2 separate regions of the Mus musculus genome follow, and region 1 is linked to region 2. A link is a contact called in public HiChIP or PLAC-seq data. All regions are on one chromosome and are shown on one strand. The core of a region is the stretch at or near the end of the contact, and the rest is flanking DNA. Distances in the headings are between cores, read along the strand shown. Region 1 overlaps Igf2bp2 (insulin-like growth factor 2 mRNA binding protein 2). Region 2 overlaps Vps8 (VPS8 CORVET complex subunit).

Region 1 (2,700 bases), core at 42-2,541, 600 kb after region 2:
GACAAATATAGGGATTTAAATTCACCTTTAAAAAACAAAAAAAATCAGGGGATGGGGGGCTTTTGAGATAGCATTTGAAATGTAAATGAAGAAAATACCTAATTAAAAAAAAATCCCAGAGAATCTTTTTGAAAAATAGATGAGCAGACTATGGTAAGACAGAATAAAAATTGCTTTAAAAACAACAACAACTGAATTTGTTTTCTCCAAATTTCAAATATATCTACTGCCTTTAAACTGAGGAACATTAATTAGGGGTAACTTCCTAGATAAAAATGTGATTTATAACCAATTCGGAGGATTTTGTCAAGAACATTTTCTCAGACATGTGAAGGGCCTCACCTGCCTAGCACAGCCACACAGTACACTGACAATGGCTGCCCCTTATAGAAGGGCACACCTCTACAGAGTTACTAAAGTGTATGAGCACATGGTGTGTTAAAGTTAAATCAGAAAACCAGGCCTGAAGAGACATGAAGCTGGGGCAAGGGGGCAGCACCCTCACAAGGCTCCCATAAAATGGACACCTAGGGCCGGGCATGGTGGCACACACCTTTAATCCCAGCACTTGGGAGGTAGAGGCAGGAGGATTTCTGAGTTCGAGGCCAGCCTGGTCTACAGAGCGAGTTCCAGGACAGCCAGGGCTACACAGAGAAATCCTGTCACAAAAAACCAAAAAAAAAAAAAAAGAGCACCTAACATACAGGTGACAACCCAACCTAACAGACAGAGAGCTCCCAACCTCCCCACACACACCTCCCCCCCCACACACACCCCCAACCCCAGAAAGCCACTCTGTTGACTCTCAAACTGCTTTCCACTTGTCCAGGCCTTCAGTCACCTGAACCAGTCTGCTCTCAGCCTCTCTGGCCTCCACCACACTCACAGCTGCAGCTCAACCCTGCTCTGCAGCCTGCTCTGCCTCACGGGCAGCCATCTTAGCACTCCAGCCCAGGCGCTTTTCTCTGCTCCCACAATGATGACTTTGGGATTCCCATCTCAGGCATCTGAGAAGACGCTTGAGCTCCAGTAGCTTGAACCCCTTTGCAGCCATTCCAAAAGGAAGACACAGGTGTATTTACTGTGTGTCGCTTGATCCGAGAGCGAATGTCTAAGTAATCAAGAAAACCCTTCCTCTCCTCAGCCAGGGCCATCACAAGATGTAGGCAAATCAAATCAATGTCAATGATTTATTAGTATTCGAAAAATTCCATCTGTGTGCACCCACTAACAGGAAGTTGTACACAGGAAGTCAACACCTGATCCAACACTGGTGATTCATTTCCCCTTTCATCAAAGCTGTGCCGTGAGGCAGTGAGCTGAGAGGCAGGCAGCTAGACAAGACGATTCCAAACTGCAGTCAGAGCAAGCCTGCTGCAAAGAGAAGGCGGGGCAGAGGGCCAGCACAGGCCTCCTGTGGTTCAGGCTACAGATGGATCACAAAAACCCCAAACATCTCAATGAGCCTTACTCGAATTAGAATTTTAACAAACAGGGCAAACAGCCGAACTTAAGAGAAGTTTTAGAAATCCTTATCCAGCGCCAGTTATAAATTATCATCTGGGAGCCGAGAAGGATGAAGGATGAAATGTAGAAGCCTGCTGTGCAGAACTGCAGAAAAAAATATCAAGCAAAGCTTCCCAGGGAGCAGCTGCCAATCAAGGAGAGGGAGAACCCAAGGGCGAGTCCCACAAGCAAAACCAGAGGTGACTCAGGCCCAGGGAGGCCTGCACCTGGAAAAGGACACCATACTTAGTGGACACTGAAACCCACCAGAGTCCTACGGCGCAGCCCCTGGGTTGAGCTTCAGACAGAGAGGGTGAGCAGGAACAGGGTTCCATGCTCAATCTGCAGCGTAGCCTCTGCTGGGGCAGGCAGAGCTCCACACCCCAGCCTCTGCCTTCAGGGAACTAAGTCCACAGACTAGGAAGCTGGGTCACCAGACCAACACAAGTCTGAATCTTCCCAGCAGCTAGCCATGAAACGAAGTTTAACGATGGGCAGTATCAATGAGTTTTGGAGACTACCATGCCCAATTACCCCTGCCATTGAGTCTTCCCAGTAGAAATTCCAGACATAGGGCAAAGACAAAATCTCTTACTACACCATTCTTTTTTTTTTTTTTTAAGATTTATTTATTTATTATATGTAAGTACACTGTAGCTATCTTCAGACACTCCAGAAGAGGGCGTCAGATCTCATTACGGGTGGTTGTGAGCCACCATGTGGTTGCTGGGATTTGAACTCAGGACCTTCAGAAGAATAGTCAGTGCTTTTAACCGCTGAGTCATCTCTCCAGCTCAAAATGTAGACTGCTAGGATAGCTTTTTTGTTTGCTTATTTGTTTTGTTGTTTTGTTTTGTTTTTTGAGACAGGGTTTCTCTGTGTAGCCCTGGCTGTCCTGGAACTCACTATGTAGACCAGGTTGGCCTTGAACTCAGAAATCTGCCTGCCTCTGCCTTCCAAGTGCTGGGATTAAAGGCGTGGGCCATCACGCCCAGCACTTACTACACCATTCTTGACCCACAGAATCTGTACATATACAGAGTTTATATTTGAGCTAATTTGGGCTTGCTATGCAACCATAGATTCTACAAGTAGATATAGACTATTTTAAGGCAATGGAGGATCCTGAAAATTTGGGGGAGTAATTGAAAGTAAGCTGGAGGATTCCAGGAGGTTAATCTGAGTGTGGTCTCT
Region 2 (2,700 bases), core at 162-2,661:
AGTAGTTTGGGCTTCCTTGAGCAGAGAATTATTAAATGTATGTAACTTCTCTTTCTGTATCTTTCTCCTAAAACTGGTGTACCCTTGTGTTTCTGTTTGCTCTACACTTAATCGTTCTTCTTCATTTCCCCAATTTGAAAAGGATGCCTCCCATTGAGATTCCCCTTAGGAGCAAATTGCACACAATGCAAATATCATTTTTACTAGACTTAATGCCAGTTTTATTTTGCAGTGGTCTAGAGGCCATGTGAAGTAATCATACTTTTAAACTGTAAAAACGGTGCAGTATTTGGATTATATTTTAGTAAACTGTAATGGTGCTAGTCACATTGAGTTTCTATCACCATGGTTCGTATCTGAAGCGATTAAGCCTAAACGACTCAGTTGCGTGGCATTCTGAGCCTGCAGTACCTCAGTAGCCCAAGTGGACAGGACGTAGTCCTCGGATATTCAGCTTTGTCTTAGTACAGATTGGCAAGTCTCAGATAGACAGTGCCCTCTCCTCTCAGAGTCTGCAGTTATTGTCAGCTAAGTTCTTCACATTTTAAGAAGTTATAAAACAATGTGTGAGTTTAGCCTTTTTTTTTCTGTTTGCAGCAAAAAAAATAAGCTCTCCAAAATATCCCTATTAATAGAGCATTAGTAACACTGAGCTCTTTCGAATGACCTCATCTCTTATTCAGCAGACTTCATGTTACAGGAGGTAAAGCCAAAAATAGTGCAGGGCAAGGCTGAAGTTAGTCCTTCTAGGAAACATATCAGTACCCTGGAGCATAAAGCGTAAATACAGAAACAGGGTGTACCTTCCTCTTGTCTTCCTTTCCCGATGCGTAACACATTTTCTCCCAGAATACTGAGCTCATGCTGTAGAATTTTGCTTCCTTTTAATTTTGAAGTAGTGAGACAGATAGGAGTTGCTGAGTCTGATTTTTCTTGCTCTTTGGTGCTAGCCTCTGGGTGGACTTGCCTTAGCCTTACCACTACTGCGTGTTGCCCTTCCTCTGTTGCAGACGTGTCTTGTCTGTTAACATCCGTGCTGTTTGCTGAACTTGTAGCTTTCCTGGGAAAGTGAAGGATCAGAGCTCATGGAGCCTGAGGTCACTGGGAATGTCGGTGGCAGGAGTGGGGGAAGGGCGCGTGGTCCTTTGATACTTCTGCCCTACTTCATGGTGTCTGCCCTTTACCTACTTACTGCTTTAAGAAGCAGTTGCCCTAAGAATCGCACACAGGATGTGAGCCAGAGAGCTGGGTTCAGATTCTCACTGATAATCCCAGTGTGGTTTTAGCAAGGAGCTGAGCTTTGTCAACTTCGTTTGGCCCGAGGGTCAGAATCATTCTGCTCTCTACCCCGTGGGACCTGAGATCAGACTCAGGCTGGCATGCTTGCTGGCACGCTCCCTTCCCTACTGGGTCATCTTGCTGGTCCTGTGTGGTCTGTTTTATGGCCTTGAGCTCATACTCGCCTGGGCTCAGCTTTCTGAGTGTTAGGTTGCTGGAATGCACCACCGTGTCTGGCAGGACTTCTTATGTGTAAAATTGTTGGGAAGATTGACTGTGTGCAGTATGGCAATGTAAACTTCAGGGCAAACATTGCTAGTGTTTTTGTTAAGCTGATGTAAACTGAAGTCTGGAAAAGATGTGACATACTTAGACTAAGTTTAATCGGTATTTGGAATAGTCCTAAAACTGCTTTTTTTTTTCTTTCTGTTATAGGGATCTTCTATTTGGTCAAATGTACGACAAATTAAGTGAAAATTCCGTCGCAAAAGGCGTGTTTTTGGAGTGCCTTGAGCCATATATCTTAAGTGATAAACTGGTGGGGATTACTCCCCAGGTCATGAAGGACTTAATTGTTCATTTCCAAGATAAAAAACTGCTGGAGAATGTGGAAGCCCTCATTGTCCACATGGACATCACCAGCCTCGACATTCAGCAGGTAAGCTGAGCGTCTGCCCACAGAGGAGGCACTCCACCGTCATTGACCCAAGGCCTCTCTGTCTGCCTTCTTCAGACCCAGTTAGTGAGCCTTTTTATAATAATGTACTTCTTAGGCGCTTGTGTAAGTCAAACCCAGGTAGTAAATGCTCCCGAGCCAGAGAGTGTGTCTTCTGCTTCTTGGACCTTCTCCAGAGCTCATGGCTGCTTATTGTTGGATCACCCAGGAAATGCTTTTTGCCTGGTCCTCACTCAGTGCATTCAGTAACATGGCCTTCATCTGGAAGGCTGTTTTTCAACCATGGATACCTACTCATTAATAATAGACCATGTTTACATTTAAAGAATGACGCCATTTAAAAAACAGCTAGTACATGGAGCAGAGTAGAGTTTTGAAATGTAGAGGCTGTTGTGAGAGGCAAATCACAGGGCTTCTTAGAATAAGCCGAAAACTGCGGATGATGGTGTGCGGGCCTCAGCAGCTGCGGCTGAGGGTATGTCTGAGCTCAGGCAGCTGTGGCTGATGCTATATCTGAGGTTCAGGCACCTGTGGTTGGTAATATATCTGGGTTTAGGTAGTTGTGACTGATGGTATTTAATTCTTTAATCATATTAAACTACCTAGTGAGTGTGATACTCCAAGAGTTTAAGGTATGCCTGGCTTTCACATGTCTTGGGAGAACCAAACCCTTTTGAGAAGGTTGCAGAGCCCACAGAATGAAAGCCTTGAGAATACCACAATATATTCCTAATGTCGGTGAGCAT

The links. HiChIP or PLAC-seq counts read pairs in DNA pulled down with a chosen protein or histone mark.
Region 1: a contact with region 2 is called in an H3K4me3 HiChIP or PLAC-seq map of bone marrow-derived macrophages, with 7 times the contacts expected there. The contact joins two enhancer-like sites. A contact is called at or near these places in 2 of 115 datasets of contacts at active chromatin or transcription factors (bone marrow-derived macrophages and large pre-B cells).

Annotation. Positions count from the first base shown.
Region 1 is chr16:22,096,515-22,099,214 of GRCm38.p6, forward strand. All of the region lies in intron 2 of Igf2bp2 (insulin-like growth factor 2 mRNA binding protein 2), which reads right to left. Among named protein-coding and RNA genes, the nearest start is that of Igf2bp2, 65 kb to the right of the region's middle. Within about 2 kb of position 1,292, at least 50 of the 459 cell types and tissues checked have an H3K27ac peak or open chromatin away from gene starts, as enhancers often do. A contact at or near this core is called in bone marrow-derived macrophages, where this site is marked.
Region 2 is chr16:21,498,475-21,501,174 of GRCm38.p6, forward strand. Vps8 (VPS8 CORVET complex subunit) reads left to right here. Exons shown (of 47, transcript NM_001285893.1): 22 at 1,714-1,936. Among named protein-coding and RNA genes, the nearest start is that of Vps8, 77 kb to the left of the region's middle. Within about 2 kb of position 1,412, at least 42 of the 459 cell types and tissues checked have an H3K27ac peak or open chromatin away from gene starts, as enhancers often do. A contact at or near this core is called in bone marrow-derived macrophages, where this site is marked.